2 separate regions of the Delphinus delphis genome follow, and region 2 is linked to region 1. Evidence: chromatin contacts called from public Hi-C data. All regions are on one chromosome and are shown on one strand. The core of a region is the stretch at or near the end of the contact, and the rest is flanking DNA. Distances in the headings are between cores, read along the strand shown. Region 1 holds the start of ANKRD17 (ankyrin repeat domain 17). Region 2 holds the start of COX18 (cytochrome c oxidase assembly factor COX18).

Region 1 (3,406 bases), core at 220-2,719:
CAGATGATTAGCACTTCGTGTGTATATTTACTATAACACTTATTACACTGTAAAGCCCCAGGAAGCAGAGACTTAGATTTTACAAACTATGCACACAGTAGGCACATGATGAATTTTTGCTTGAATGAATTGATTCAATCATTGCCAATTCTGCCATAGTACTCTGTAGAGTACTGGCAACTGCCCACATTTCATATGGTATGCCAATGCTAAAAAGAAAAAAAAAAGGCTAAAAAAATTCAGGCATACTCAGCTAAACTTAGCAGTCTTAAAACGGCAACTATGTCAGCTGAGACATACTTTTTATCTTGTGCCAGTACATCTTTCTTTGATGTTTCCTTCATTTTCCTTATGCTACTGTGTTATTGAACCTGAAAGGCATAAATCTAAGTTCAATAAGCTACGTTATTATTCCAAAAGTCCTGAAAGTTCTTCAGACACCTACAACTGAACTCACAACCCCCATCACAATATTCCTTTCAAGAGATTCACAGACAAGGATGACTACTTATGATGCTTACTTCACAGATAAAAAGCTGAGTAGGTGAGGGGTGGAAGGACAAAATCGAGGTCATTCACTGAATCGTCAGCAGAGTCTGGCACAGATTCTGCTTCCTTCTCCTGTTTTCTCCCCTTGGAAACTTCAGAGTCGTAGTGATCTCAGACTTCACTTAGTCGAACTCCTTTATGTTACACAGGTGTAAACTCAGGTTCAGGAAGTCTGACCCAAGACTTAGTCAAAGTGGGCTCTTTCCTTTACACGACGCCATCTCTCAAGATCCACAGCCCTAACTCACCATTTGGCGGTAGAAAAAAATGGCCAGAAACGAAACTACGTACAAGAGTCCAGAACCAGGCTCCACCTCCCGGATCAGGCAGTCCGGGCCTCCAGCTAACAAAGCGTCTGGTCCGTGCTTCGGTATGGGTTCCCCACCCGGCCCAGGCTGCTCCTCTCCAGCCTGCCCGCCCGCCCCCAGCACCGCAGCACTGCCCGCCCGCGGGGGCCCAAGTCCCGACCCTCGAAATCTCACTTTCGTGTTTCGGCCACCCGCGCGCCACCGCTCAGGCGACGACTGATGGCGTCATCCGTACTTCCGCCTGCGGCTGCGTTCTAGTCATCACCGAGGAAGGAAGAAGGGAGGTCTGAAGGGCTGTGTGCGGGGGAAATAGCGAGGAAAGAGAAGCAATCCGGGTGTAGCGGGCGCTACGGCAGTAACCGCGGCCCTCCTCTGTCCCTGGCGTCCCCCCATCGGAAGTCGCCCTAGGCACACTTCCCCCGACTCTGGGTAGTCTCCCCTCCGCTTGATCTCCCGACACCCCGGTCTCCCTCTTCGCCTCTAACCACCCCCTCCTAGCTCCCTCACGCTCCCTCCCTCTCCCTCCCTCCCATCGTCAGGCTCCCCGCCCTTAGTATCGCGAGACGAGGTGAGAGCTGGCGGAGCGGCGGCGGCGGCGGCAGCAGTAGAGGTGACCGAGGCGGTGGCGGCGGAGGCGGCACCGAGCGCTGTGTTGGTCCCGGTGCGGCCGAAATCGCGGTAGAGCGTAGCCCCCACGCCCCTCCCCCGTCCGCGCCCTCCCTCTTTCCCCGGAGATGGAGAAGGCTACGGTTCCGGTGGCGGCGGCGGCGGCGGCAGCTGAGGGAGAAGGGAGCCCCCCGGCGGTGGCGGCTGTGGCGGGCCCCCCCGCGGCTGCACCGGCGGCGGAGGTCGGCAGCGGCGTTGGCGGCGGCGGCGGCAGCGGGGCTTGCTCGGCCTCGTCTCCTCGTGGGATGGTGCGAGTCTGCGACCTGCTCCTGAAGAAGAAGCCGCTGCCGCAGCAACACCACAAGGCCAAGCGTAACCGGACTTGCCGACCCCCCAGCAGCAGCGAAAGCAGCAGCGACAGCGACAACAGCGGCGGCGGTGGAGGCGGCGGCGGAGGCGGCGGCGGCGGCGGCACCAGCAGCAACAACAGCGAGGAAGAAGAGGACGACGACGACGAGGAAGAGGAGGTTTCTGAGGCAAGGGCCTGGTTTCAAGGGAAGGAGGGAGGAAGGGAGCGTAAAGGGTAGGGGCCAAAGGTGGGAGGGGACTTGCGGTGGGACAGATTCCTGTGGGCTTGATCTGTCTTAGGGGCCAGGCTTTCCACTGCCCCCTTTCTTTCCCCGGCCGAAATTGTGAGGTGTGGACATGTGGGGGAGGGTAGCTGACACGTGGGGGTGGGAGGACCACGGAGTGCACAGAGTTGGTGAACAGCACGTTACCCTGGCATGGTTCACTCGGTTTAGGATGGAGGGAATCGCTTAGATTCCCTCTTTGCCCAGCCGGCGGGGTCGGCCTTGGGCCAGTAGGGCCGTGTTACTCCTGGGGCGGGGGCGGGACCAAAGCTGGAGGGGTAAGATAATAGGTAGATGAGTTTCGTGAGGAACGACTAGGAGGTTGGTACATTTCTCCCACTTGTGAGGTGGAGGGGAGCAGTTTTGGGGGGAGGCAAGGTTGTAATGGACTCAGAGCTAGGTATTTGTGTACGTGAGAGACACGTGAGAAGCTGTACTTTTCCATACTGTTCTGCTGCAGGTTTTTTTTTTTTCATAACTATTGTGGCTGCTGAAGTAACCTTCACTTCCTCAATCTCTCAAGGATTTTGGATGAACTGATCTTATGTCCATATACATTTATATGTAACTCGGTGGATGAAAAATATGTTTGATCCTTACATGTACATACTCTTACATTTTCAAATGCTTCCTTGGTGAGGAAGAATTAAGCTAGGCCCTGTTGCTTTCCACATAACGTCAGGCAGCTGAAGAGTCTGCTTTGGAGCCAGGCTTGGTTGTGGTGAGTTGGAATAGGAAGGCCTCTTGGTTTGTCCTAGTGATCTGGTTTCATAATAACTGTTTATAATTTTTCCTGGGTCCACAGACAGGCGGCGTTGCAGGACCTCATTCTTCAAAGAAGACCATTTAACCAAAACTCAGTAAAACATACCAACCATACTGAGAACAAGCGAAGAAGAGTTAGCCTTACTAGTTAGCAGCTCTTTTGTAACTCTTTTGTCCACTCCCTGAAATGGAAGCTTGAAAATCTTGATCTGAAGAAAGAAGTTGTAACTTAAGGCAGCAGAAGGAAAGCAGCTTTAAAGGCTGATTATAAATTAACTTATAAGAGAGAACAACTGAATTATCTAGAAGTACCACTTGCCATTTATTCTTTTCCACAAGCACAGCTAATTTTGGTAAAAGACTGGTTTTTCGAAAATTGCATTATTGGAACTTGGGTTCCCTAATTTCAAATAGGGAAATACCTTTTAAAGAATTTGAGACTTGTCTGTTAGTAGAAGACTAGATTCTCTTTGACCTCAGACTGGATGAAGTTATATCGGTAGAGATGTAATAAATAGTTCGTGCGTGTATACCAAAAAGATGGAC
Region 2 (3,686 bases), core at 898-3,397, 160 kb after region 1:
ATATTTTGACCTCCATTCCTATGTTCAGCACAGCGATGGATAAGAATTTCAGAAACTTTAGAAAGTAAATATATAGTCTTTGTTTTTAAGGAGTTTAAATAAAATTAAGAAAAAAGTGTGTTGTAGTAAGAATAAAAGACAGGAATAGGCTAATAATGTTGAACTTTAAAAAAATGTTTAGTATGTCCATTTGCAAAGTACATGATTTCAGTTGGTTGGTTTGCCCGATATTTGCATGGTCATTTTGTACTGTATTCTGCAACTCAAAAGATACAAGGTATCACAATGTTACCAGTACATACATATACATGAGTGCTGACACTTCTTTTGCATTGGGCTTTATAATTGACAAATACTTTTCCCAACATTCTCTACCAAGTAGACAGCCAGTTCTGATCATCCCCATTATCCAAATTTTAAAATGTATGTTTATGTATATGAAGTTATCAAGTTAAATATTCATAAATTTTATTTACATCACAATATTCAAGCTTAAAACAATGGAACATTTGTAAATGAGAATGTAATTTGTGACCTCAAAATGTAGCAGAAAGGGTGGACCTACACTGGTTGAAGAGGTCCCAGTCCCGACTCCTGATACAGCTTAACAAAAGGAAGTCTTAGGAGTTTGAGGAATAGCTTGACAAACTTTTGTTTTAAATTATATGAACAGTGAATGCATAAATATGAATTTTTCACTTTAGGATCTTTATCCTTTAATCTCCTTTTCTCCTGGATATCAAAAGATCAGATTCCCTAAGCTTATGTGCCACTGTGGAAGGACCAACTCCTAATGTCATCAGTTCTCTGGGAGGAGAGGAATCCAGCAGCATAGAAGTTGCTTCTTTACTCACAATCTTTGGGCCAAGATATTTCCCTCTAAAATTCCTTTCCACTTTAAATCAGTAGTCAGTAGCAACAGGTTGCTTGTTTTAACTTGACAAACGGATAGGGAGATAGATTGATAGGTTTTTACCTTTAAAAAGTAAATTCTGTATATAACAGATATTGGAATGTGTGTGTTAACATTCAAAAGTTCATGCATGGATTTATCAGCCAATTTGAAGGAAGATGACTTCCAGAATCCAGAGGAAAGGGTGCATCTGGTACCCTTGGGTAGGTGCATAATGAAGCAAGAACAGTAGCTTCAGTTTGACATTACCCCAACACTGGTTGGAGCCTTCGTTTTAATCAACGTTTTATTCCTCACAACACAATTTGGCCTCTAGGTGTAGGGGTGACCCTTCTTTTAGGAAACTCCTTCATGTTATTCCCGTGTTTGCTTTTGCCAGGAGCAAAAAACCCAAAATTAGCCCATATACATTTAGCCTATTCCTTTTAACCAGAAGACACCTAATGTTGCTGTTCAGGCTCTTGAAAGCTTATATAGGATATATGTTAAGCCCCAGTAAAGAATTCACCGCGCTGCCAGTGATAATTCCTCTTAACTCAGGAGATGGTACTTTACCCTTAACATAAGGTGTTTTGCTGCTCTTTATGATGAAAGAAAACACTTAAGTTGGGTCTGAAAATGTCTATTATGACAGATGAGCCAATTAAACATACCACAGACTAAACTAAGCCTAGTGCATAAAGGTTGTTGATTAAAACAATCCAGAAACACACGCCTGTCTCCAAACTGGCATTTCAGCAACATGTTGACTCCTGGGTAGTATAATCTATCTCAATCTCTAGCGGAAGCAATTGGGGCGCGCACAAAAAGACGTGGGGGACTACCTCCTGATCACATAAGGTAAAACTTAAACCGTGACCCGATTAGTTTAAGTGAAAAAGAACGGAAAGGCACAACCCGAACACCAACTTTACAAGGTGAGCTCTTCCCAGAAAACACCTCTCCCGGCCCAGTGCAGCAAGCCCCGCCCCGGGCAGCAAGCCCCACCTCCGACTCTGCAATTCCGGTCGAGCCTCTGAGGAGCTCCACCGCAGCACCGCGGAAGTTTCGTGTGTGCGCAGTAGGCTTGATTAGTGCCGCGTGGGAAAGGCGGGACTTCCCTACGTCTTGCGTCATCTCTAGTGCGACGCAATACGTCACTGGTGTGATTGGGAAAGTCAATTATGGCTGCCGGCGGGCTGCCGCCATCTTTACGCCCGGCGTCGCCAGCGCATGCGCGTAGCGGCCTTGCTGAGCGGTACGCGCAGTTAGCCCGTGTCGTACGCGTGTTGGATACAGTCGTGTGCAGAGATGCTGTGCCGGTTGAGCGTTAGGTGGCTGCAGCCGCGGCCTGCCCTGCAGCTCCGGGGCTTGGGCCCACCGGTCGTACCGGCCCCCACCGGCGGCGCCAAGCCCTCCGCTCTGCCATTGTGGGCGGTGGCATCAGTCTCTGCAGTTGGCCCGAGCGGCGCGGGTGGCTGGTATGAAGCCCTGGCTACGTCGGCGCCGGTGCAGGGCGCCGAGGACGTACTGCTCTTTGCGCACACCGCCTCGGGCCTGCCCTGGTGGGGCAGCATTCTTCTCACCACCGTGGCCCTGCGCGGCGCTGTCACGCTGCCCTTGGCCGCCTACCAGCACTACATCCTGGCCAAGGTGAGGGGCGCCGAGCCGCGCATGGACGCGCTTCCGTGGTGAGGACTGGCCGACGTCTACCCGGGGCTTAAGGTCCCCAGGTACTCCCGGAGTGCTTAGTGTTAGTCATCAGTACCAGTAAGGCAGTGAGCTACTTTACAAAAAGGAATTAACACAGGGCAGAAGTAAATGCAATTTTTGGTGGCTCTGTGACTGCCACAGAGTATATTAAAGATTCTTAATGGACTTCTGTTTCCTCAGTTGACATTACTGGGAAATCCAGGAATTGAAACATTAAAGTGCAGAGTGTAGTTCTTATATAATCCTTATAATAGCCCTGTGAAGTAGGTGCTGATATACATTTTATATATGAGAGAATAGGACTTTAGAGGTTAAATAATTTGTCCAAGATCATACTGATGTACAAGCTGGAGTTTGAATTTGGTTGCAACTGAGGAAATCTTAAATTAACATCCTATACGCAGACTTAGGGTTTCTTGACATGACCAGTAAACCACATTTTTAAATGAGCTGAGGGAATAGAGAGTGAAATTATGAATGGTTATGAATAAAGATCTTTTATGTTCCCATAACAAAGCCTACTTTTTCTTTAGCTAGGTGGAAAATTTGCAGCCAGAAATAAAAAGCATTGCAAGGCACCTTAACCAAGACGTTGCAGTTCGTGCAAATCAGTTGGGGTGGTCCAAAAGAGCTGCCAGGTAAGCTAATTCTGTGCATATAACACCATGAAAATATATATACGTATATATAATGTGTAAGTGATTTTTATTATAGGTTTTGGTATTCTGTAGCTTTAGCAGCAAAGTAGTTCTTTTTTCTCTTTAATATTTTAATAAGTTTATGTGGCATGGTAGTTTTATATACTGGACCAAAAGCAAAAAAAATAGGGAAACAAGAGAGAGTTCCTTGTCCTTAAGGGACTTCAGGCTACTGAAAAAGACAGACATGTAGTCAAATAATGACTGAACTAAGTACTGTACAAAAGATTATGTACAAGGAGTTGGGTCATCACGGAAAGTCAGGAAAGGCTTCACAGGATGAAGATACTGTGACAGTTGTTGGGATTTTTGTCAACAAATGATACAGGTTATTTACAAACTTGACCTTTTGACAACATACAGCAGGTAGTAGCCCAAAGGAA

The links. A called contact is a pair of places that touch in the nucleus more often than the background predicts.
Region 2: a Hi-C map of lung shows a contact between it and region 1, with 4 times the contacts expected there. The contact joins the promoter of COX18 here to the promoter of ANKRD17 in region 1. A contact is called at or near these places in 2 of 3 Hi-C or Micro-C datasets (lung and muscle).

Annotation. Positions count from the first base shown.
Region 1 is chr5:49,059,916-49,063,321 of mDelDel1.2, forward strand. It overlaps ANKRD17 (ankyrin repeat domain 17), which reads left to right and starts at 1,470. Exons shown (of 33, transcript XM_060012404.1): 1 at 1,470-1,999. The coding sequence starts at 1,592. It overlaps LOC132425916 (a long non-coding RNA gene), which reads right to left and starts at 1,087. Exons shown (of 3, transcript XR_009519541.1): 1 at 1,032-1,087.
Region 2 is chr5:49,224,014-49,227,699 of mDelDel1.2, forward strand. It overlaps COX18 (cytochrome c oxidase assembly factor COX18), which reads left to right and starts at 2,148. Exons shown (of 5, transcript XM_060012408.1): 1 at 2,148-2,545; 2 at 3,143-3,243. The coding sequence starts at 2,204.